Regions from separate parts of the Zea mays genome. Here all the other regions are linked to region 2. A link is a contact called in public Hi-C data. All regions are on one chromosome and are shown on one strand. Each heading gives the region's core, a stretch centred on a gene start, on an enhancer-like site or on the middle of the called end of the contact. The rest is flanking DNA. Distances are from core to core; before and after follow the strand shown.

The links. A called contact is a pair of places that touch in the nucleus more often than the background predicts.
Region 1: a contact with region 2 is called in a Hi-C map of leaf, with 5 times the contacts expected there. The contact joins the promoter of LOC103654097 here to the promoter of LOC100283243 in region 2. A contact is called at or near these places in 10 of 25 Hi-C or Micro-C datasets (bundle sheath, ear, endosperm and 4 more).
Region 3: a Hi-C map of tassel shows a contact between it and region 2, with 9 times the contacts expected there. The contact joins the promoter of LOC103654098 here to the promoter of LOC100283243 in region 2. A contact is called at or near these places in 6 of 25 Hi-C or Micro-C datasets (bundle sheath, ear, endosperm and 2 more) and 1 of 3 datasets of contacts at active chromatin or transcription factors (leaf).

The regions. Positions count from the first base shown.
Region 1 is chr4:174,840,130-174,843,084 of Zm-B73-REFERENCE-NAM-5.0, reverse strand. It overlaps LOC103654097 (pentatricopeptide repeat-containing protein At5g14770, mitochondrial), which reads right to left and starts at 1,458. Exons shown (of 4, transcript XM_035967404.1): 1 at 1-1,458. The coding sequence starts at 1,430.
Region 2 is chr4:175,085,926-175,088,625 of Zm-B73-REFERENCE-NAM-5.0, reverse strand. It overlaps LOC100283243, which reads left to right and starts at 1,295. Exons shown (of 3, transcript NM_001156145.2): 1 at 1,295-2,208. The coding sequence starts at 1,452. It overlaps LOC103654099 (RING/U-box superfamily protein), which reads left to right. Exons shown (of 7, transcript XM_008680923.4): 6 at 1-51; 7 at 150-878. The coding sequence ends at 267.
Region 3 is chr4:174,899,192-174,901,891 of Zm-B73-REFERENCE-NAM-5.0, reverse strand. It overlaps LOC103654098 (DUF2146 family protein), which reads left to right and starts at 1,275. Exons shown (of 8, transcript XM_035967409.1): 1 at 1,275-1,809; 2 at 2,373-2,700. The coding sequence starts at 1,438. LOC100273667 (putative xyloglucan endotransglucosylase/hydrolase protein 32) reads right to left here and starts at 748. Exons shown (of 2, transcript NM_001148080.1): 1 at 14-748. The coding sequence starts at 594.

The sequences.
Region 1 (2,955 bases), core at 209-2,708, 250 kb after region 2:
TCGATAAGCGTTCCGTAAGTAACAACATTAGGAGCAATGCCACTGTCCTTCATCTTCCTCATATAGCCAGCTGCTTTGGCGATGCATCCTCTTTTAACAAGACCATTGAGGATTGATGAGAATGTGACAACATTGGGGCTAACGGATTTCTCCTCCATTTGCAACAGCATCTGCTCTGCGCCATCGATATTGCCAGCTCTGCAGTGTGCATCGACCAGTACAGTGTAAGTTACACAATTGGGAGTAATATTATCCGACAAAGCATGCCGAAGCACATCCTTAGCTTCCTCAATCTTCCCTTCCTTACCTAAACGGTCCATCACAGTTGTATACATGACCAGATCCATGGCCACGCCCCTTGAGACCATCTCTCCCAATAGACCCAGTGACTCGTTCACCCTCTGCACTTTCGCTAATGAATCGATAAATGTACAATATGTCACATGGTTTGGAGCGACTCCAATCTTGTCCATCTCCCTGAAAAGTGCATATGCCTCTGAGAACCGGCCATCCCTGCATAGGCCATCAACAAGAGCACTAAGGGTGACCACATCAGGCAGCACACCCGACCTGACCATACCCTCGTACAGAGTGAACGCCTCCTCGATCCGCTTCATCTTACAATACTCCCCAATGAGCGTCGTGTGTGTGACCACACTCGGCTCCACCCCATCCGCCTTCATCCTCTCCGCTACCTCCCATGCAGCATCAGCATCGCCGGAGTAGAAAAACCCGGCAACCAGGGTATTGTACCCCACCACATCAAGCGACAGCCCTTGTGTAGTCATCCTCTCCACCACCGCCAATGCTGCGGCCATGTCCTGGACTTTACAGTAGCCGTCAATGAGAGCATTCCATCCCACCACACCCAAGCCATCAATTCCTCGGCCTCGGACCAGCATCTCCGCCAACGCCGCGGCCTCGCCGACAAGTCCGGTCCTGCTCAGCCCCACGAGCGCCGTGCTCATGGTGACCCCGTCCCAGGGCACGCCGCGCTTGCACATCTCGGAGAGCACGGGCGGCGCGAGCCTCCCGTGTCCCTGCTCGGAGAGGCCAGCGAGGAAGATGTTGTAGCTGACGGTGTCGGCCGCGACCTGCGGCTGGGGCCCCGAGGAGGAACGGAGCAGGCTAAGCGCGGGCCGGAGCGCGTGGAGGCTGCAGTAGGAGAGGATGATGGAGTTGAGGGTGAGCGGGTCACCTGGGACGGGGCGGAAGCGGGAGGCGGCGGCGACGAGGCCCGAGGAGGCGAGCGCGGGGATGAGGCGGCGGAGGAGGCGGGCGGGAGGCGGAGCGGGGAGTGAGGAGACGACGTGAGAGGCAGCGGAGAGGCGGCCGGCCCGGAGGAAGGCGAGCGCGAGGGAGCAGAGGAAGGAGGCCTGGAGGGTCGGGGCCGGGGGTAGGGCCTGAGGCGGAGATGCCGCCCCCGCCATGGTGGGTGGTGGTCGGCGACGAGGGGAATGGAGTGGAGGGGAGGGGAGGGGAGGGGAGTTGCTGAGGAAGGCCGAGGACAGAGCCCGTTGGGCCTGGCTGGGGAGAAGCTGGTGGGCTTTAGTGGCTACTAGATGAGCCCAGTGGTAGAAAATGCCAGCCCAGCCGAAATATGCGTTCGGGTGTTCCGAATTTTTTGTTTTTTAGCCCTTTATGCGACAAAAATATACAATTAAACCCCCAGAAATTTTATATGCATGTTTAGACCCGATACTCGGCGTTATAGCCTATGGCGCCGAGGTAACACATCTCGGCGCCATAGGCTATGGCGCCGAGCTCTGACGTGGCACTAACGGCTACCTGCGTCTTACGGATGACGCGGCGTCGATGCGGCCTCGTAGCTCGGCGCCACAGATCTTGGCGCCGAGCTACGGAGGCCTATAAAATCGGTCGCGCTGCTGGCGGAGAAGACCTCATCTCCTCTCAATTCAAAACTTCGTCAAAAGTTGTTGTATTCAAAGTTTCGAGTTGCAACACTTCGTAGACCAAGGTTTGGTGTCTCACTGATTCGTTTTGTATATTGGGATGTACTTTTTCGATTATTAGTTTCCAATGTTGCTCATAATATATATAGTATCGTTAATATGATGAGTACATTTCATTTGATAGTTTGTGTAAACCGATTATAAAGTCTATTAGGTACAAGTGATAATTATAATCGTTTATTAGATGAAAGATATGTACCGGGAGGCGTTATGGCAGAAGAGAGGTCGTCCTCGGAAGTTATATCCGGACGTATCTAGTAAGGATGCTCCTGTTCCTCCTAAACTTTCTGTGCTTAATTATGACTGTGGCAGACTAGCTTGGGTATGTCAATCCAAACATCCAGACACGGCTGCTCGCTGCGTCTACCTTTGTGGCGGTTTTAACGTACGTAGCTTATGACTTGTGACTTAATTTTGTTTGAATTTTTTATTTACTAGATGTGTAATAGTGCTTCGTTCCATTGTTTTAGGAGCACCTGAGGTGTTTCTTTTTCCAGTGGATCGATGGTCCTGATAAATTTGACCCTCGATATTTTCTTTTCACTAATTGGTCGTGTGGAAAGACTAGTCATGAGCGTTTTAAACGTTGGATACCTCCTCCCTCGAATCCTCCACCAATGACGGATGCGGAAAAGGAGGTAGCAACAGAAAGAAGGATGGACTCACCGTCTCGATGCGATTGTGGAGATCGTACTGTCATCGACGAAAACACTGTGAAGCACTTCGTGTGTCCGAACATTGATTATGTGAGCCCATCGATGCGCGAGGTTATATAAACTTGTTTTTTACAATAAATTACTAATTTATTCTCCTGCAGCCATACGGGTGGCGTAAGTGTCGTTTCAGAGAGTGGTTGTATGGTCCTTTGTCCCATTGGCCAGAGGCAGAGGTAAAGGAAAAGAGAAAAAAAACGGTGGGCGAAAGAGTTGAAGTTTGATCCAGTACTCTGCAAATGTGGTATTGAAGCTAAATATGGATTAGT
Region 2 (2,700 bases), core at 46-2,545:
AGGAACCTGCTGCGTATGCTGTGATTCACAGATTGATTCTCTACTGTACAGGTGGGTACTCCACATGACATTTCAGGTTCCTTGTGCACAAGCTGGTGTATGTGATGCGTGATTTGTAATGCTTTAAACCTTTCGGGTGATGATGGCAGGTGTGGGCACATGTGTACTTGCTCGAAATGTGCAAATGAGCTGGTGCGCAGCGGCGGCAAGTGCCCGCTCTGCCGGGCTCCCATCGTGGAGGTGGTCCGCGCATACTCGGTAATGTAAGGTGGTGGAAGATACAGTCAGTAGGAAAGGAATAAGTTGACGGCAAGCGAAGTTTTGCTGCAAGTGAAGAAAAGCTTGTTTAGGAAATGGACCCCCTCCCAATCCCCCAAAAAAGAACTCTGTTTTTCCTCCTTTGTGAATCTATAGGGGAGGCTACTTACGTTGCCTGCATATTCGTTGCCTTGCTGCTCGTGTCGCCGAGACGCAGGCGGCAAAGGGCGTGCCATTAATTTTTGGAAGAGCTTGCGTTGGGAAGTGGTGTCCCCAGTGCAAGCTGTTTCACTGTATATTTATACACTGACTGATCCTCAACTGAAGCAGACACCAGCAATGCATTGGTATATACCAGGTTCCTTGATCACTCTCTGGTCCTCCCAGTGAGCATTGAGCTGTGATGTGTCAGTGTTTGGTGCGTTACATCTGCGTATCAGTCCGTAGTGTGGTAGTGGGTATGTAGCTTTCAGCTCCCGTTGCCTTTGGTTGAGTCGACTTCTCTTTCAAATGCACGGTCCGTGATGTTTCGAGCTGCTGTTGTACGCTACACGGAGAATGTACGCTTACAAACATATCACATATGAATATTGATGAAATATAGTACAGTATTATTGTGCTGTGCATACGTCTTTCGCACTCAGGAGCAACAGGCATGGTCTGCAAGATGACGTGCGACGCGTTTGCAATCGCAACCATGCTGGGGCTGGGCCAAACAGACGACAACCCCATAAACAGGAATACCAGTGACGCAAAAAAAAAGTATCAGTGCCATAGAAATGTGAGAATACAAAGAATTCTTCAAAATAAAAAAGGCTTACTTTGTACAGTGCTGAAAAAAACATATCAAAACAGTATTATAAATTCGAGTGTGCACTCTGCTTCCCCATTCCTCAAAAATCGAAAATAAATAAAAACAGATCGCGTCTCCATTCGAGTGTGCCCGTCGTGATTGGGATTCGGGCTCGTGATTTTCGGCGCGGGGCCGACGGGGTCATGTGAATGTGATCAGGCCGTTGCAGTCTTGGGAGTCTCCAGATCACACACGAGTCCCGTCCGCCGCTGTAGCAGTACTGCAGTAGAAATCCTGTCCTGTCGCTCCCTCCACCACACACTGAACTGAACACGCGCGCGCGCACGCCATTCCCCTCCCGTAGCGTGCGGCGTGCCGTCAATCCAAACCACCAAAAGCAATGCCGCCGCCGTCCGCAAACGGCGCCACCGCCGCCGCCGCCGCCGCGAGGGACGACATGTCCCCGGCGGAGGCCAGGCTGGCGATGATGGAGCTGGCGAACATGGTGTCGGTGCCGATGGCGCTGGCGGCCGTGATCCGGCTGGGCGTGCCGGCCGCGGTGTGGGCGGGCGGCGCCAACGCGCCCATGTCAGCGGCCGACCTCCTCCCGCCGGGCCACCCGGACCCGTCCGTCCTGGAGCGGCTGCTCCGCCTGCTGGCGTCCCGCGGCGTTTTCTCCGAGTCCACCGAGTCCACGCCCACCACGCGGCGGCGGCTATTCGCGCTCACCGCGGTGGGCCGCACCCTGGTGCCGGGGCCCGCCTCGGGCGCGTCCTACGCCGACTACGTGCTGCAGCACCACCAGGACGCGCTGGTGGCGGCGTGGCCCCGCCTGCACGAGGCCGTGCTTGACCCCGCGGGGCCCGAGCCGTTCGCGCGCGCCAACGCCGGGGTCACCGCCTACGCCTACTACGGCAAGGACCAGGACGCCAACCGGGTCATGCTCCGCGCCATGGCGGGGGTATCCGAGCCCTTCATGGGTGCCCTCCTCGACGGCTACGGCGCCGCCGGCGGGTTTCGCGGCGTCGCCACGCTCGTAGACGTCGGGGGAAGCTCCGGCGCCTGCCTCGAGATGATCATGCGCAGGGTCCCCACAATCACCGAGGGCATCAACTTCGACCTCCCCGACGTCGTCGCCGCAGCGCCGCCCATCGCCGGTACGTATACGCTCCTCCTTCTCCTCGCATAGTCTCACATCACATGCAATGGCAGTGCGGGACCTTATCTTCTCCCGATCCGTCCGTGGTTCGTTTTGGTTACCAAAAATCCTCGAGATTATGAGCACGTATCTTTACGCACTTTTCTCTCAGCTCAGCTCCGTCGAGATTGTACATTGTTTAGCTCCTCGAAAATGCCCAGAACAAGTCGCTCAAAACATCCTAAGGTTAATTGTCCAATTATATTACTGAGAAAACATCCGTCTAATGGTTTGCTTAATGGAACAAGGCGGGTAGTCCGAGCATTCCAAAGGAATACTACTAATGCAAAATTTATGCTACGACTACGTCAACATGCTGGAAAGAGTATGATAACATACAGGGGATTCGAGGGAATTAAGGGCCCGTTTGGTAAAGCTCTGGCTCCTGCTTCTTTAGCTCCAGATCCTGATCCTCGTGAGGAGCTGATCCTCCTGTTTCTTCTAGAGAATC
Region 3 (2,700 bases), core at 26-2,525, 190 kb after region 2:
AGTTCGAACTTACATGATGTGCGTGGGGCTCCAGAGGATGGCGTAGTGGTGGAAGTCGGCGGTGGGGTCGAACCAGTCCAGGCGGAACTTGACCTCCCGCCCGACGACCCTGCCAGGCCCGCCGTCGCCGGAGCCGAGGACGTACACGTTGGTCTGCAGCGTGTACGGCTGCCCCGGCGTGGTGCCCAGGAACTCCATGTCCACCTCGTCGTGGAACCCCGGGTGCGCGTCCGCGTTCGACAGGTAGAAGGCCGTGATGACCCCGGCCGTGTACCCGGCCTGCAGCTTCACCGACGCGCCGAAGTAGCCCGACCGGAACGCCCGCCGCGACTTGAACCCGCTCCCGGACGTCGAGTCCAGCCAGATGGTCACGCCGCCGCCGCCGCCGCCGCCGGACACCGACTGGTGCTGCGCGCCCCACAGGGTGCGGAAGTCGCGGGAGAAGGGACGCGCGCGGTAACGCTTGCTCGGGTAGAACCCCGGCAACGGCGGATGCTGCGCGTCTGCTCCTGCTGCAGCTGCAGTAACAACAACAAAAATAAGCAGCGCGTGCCGGTGCCGGTGCCGGTGCCGGGCAGGAGGAGCGGCGGCCATAGGTGGCGTTGGACGGACGATGCGACCAGCGAGCTGCAAGCTCGACGATGGTTGGCAATGGAGCTGGCCGGCCTGCAGGCGTGTGAGCGTGACAGAGGGAAAGCTGCCGCTGCTGGCTCCTGGCTGTGCTGCCTGTGTGACCCGTCGTTACCCGTGGCCCGGCGTGATGGATAAATAGATAGATGACGGGCCGCAGTTGCTTTTAATTTTTTTCCTTTTTACCTGGCTGGATTAACTGGGCTCAGGGAAAAAACGGACCGGGTCGATCTGGGCGGGCCATCCCGACCGGACCGACGGCCTCTCTCCTCTCTGCATCGCCGACGCCCCCGCCGCGACCCGACCTCATGTGTCCTCCAGTCCAGCGAGACTGCCTCGGCACGCGTGCCTAAACGCATAGGCATAGCAGTGTCGGTGGGGTGGTGTCCGTCACATTTTATTTTATTTTTTACATGTACACATTTAAAGGTCATTAGTATTGTGTGGACACGATACAGTGTTCAACCCTGTTTAGATGGCTTCAGCTTCATGTCGAACTTAAATAAAAATAGCTGGGTAGCCCCGCAGTTTGCTACAAGTATTTTTCTCATTCCATTATTGCTTTGTAAAAAAAAAAAGAATCGGCAGCATTGTGATTTGACAAGCGCAAGGTGTACGGGCCGGAAATCAAGACAAAATATATGATTCCCGGTCCATCTAGACCAACAAAGCGGCCCACTACTTCCGCAGCCTGTCCTCCGAAAGGCCTTAACCCCAAACGAAACCACCCTCCGCGACAAAGCCGACTACTATAGGCTGTCGTAGCCAACAAGCGCGACATCCTCCGCCCCCACCTCGCCGCCGGCGATGGAGCCGCCTTCGCCTCCGGCGACCCACTCCGCGGCCGTCCGTGTCCTCTCCCGCACTCCTCCGCCGACCTCCCCGAACCCCTCCTCCACGGGCCCGGCGGCCCCGTCGCCCGCCTCCCGCGACGGGGTCGTCGCCGTCGGCTTCGTGGGCGCCGCGGGGACCGCCCGCCTCGCGGACCGGATCCTCGACGCCCACGTCTTCTCTCCCGGTGGCTCGGCGGGGAGCCTCGCGGGAAGGGTAAGGTACCACCGCGACGCCGGCAAGAGGATGGTGTTCCTTCACCTCACGCCGCCGCCGCCCGCGCCGCTCGAGGCGGTGGCAGGATGCTGCGATGACGGCGAACTACCGGAGATGCTCTTCATGTTCTCTGTGAGCTCGGATTCTTACCCTCCTTTTGCTCATTACATTATACGGTAGGTTTGCTATCCTGGGAATCGAACTGCCAAAGCTGACCCCAAAGCCTCCGCCTATTCTGACCCTTTATATAGGATCAGCTTCAGCTCGTCGTTCTATCGCATTATTTCAGCTAGCTATTGACGATTTGATGCACTTAAAACACCTGCACAGCCTGACGATGCTGTTTTGTTTTTGTTTTTTCGTTTAAAATTTCATAGATTTCTATACATGCTTGTAATAGCTGCCACTGATTGTCTATGTTGAGTTGACATTTTACAACTAAATAAACGTGCAAAGTGTTCCTCTTGCCTGTGTTCAAACGTGGCTAATGTCTGGTTCTCTGATCATAGAAATTTTAGACTTCATCGTCATATTTTTACCTGCCTGTTATTTTTTAGATTCACTGCTTCATGATCATATATCTAGAATAGCAGGGGCCTTTGACCACCCAAATGACTACTATGGTCTCTTGTTTCTTTGGTTTTCTGTGACAAAATGAAGGATTCATGGATTGGTTTTACTTTGCAACATTCTAGGTCTGCCACGTAATTATATTTCTGCAACAAGGCTTCAGATTTAACACACAAACCTTAAAGAAGTTCCGACTGCTGCAATCTTCAAAGCATGCTCTCGCTCCATTTGTCAAGCCATTGGTGGCAGCTGCAATGCCTGCCAGAACTGTTGCCTCTGACACCCCAACAAGAGCAACCCACAGGGCTTCTTCCGTCTCCCCTCCAACACGCCGAGGAGGTCACGCTGGGCGTCAGTCCTCGGCTATCTCACTTATGTCTGGAACCAGTTCAACTCCTTCTGTCTTGCCAGGCCAATGCATTCCTGTATTGCTCTTTGTCTTTGAGGATGATG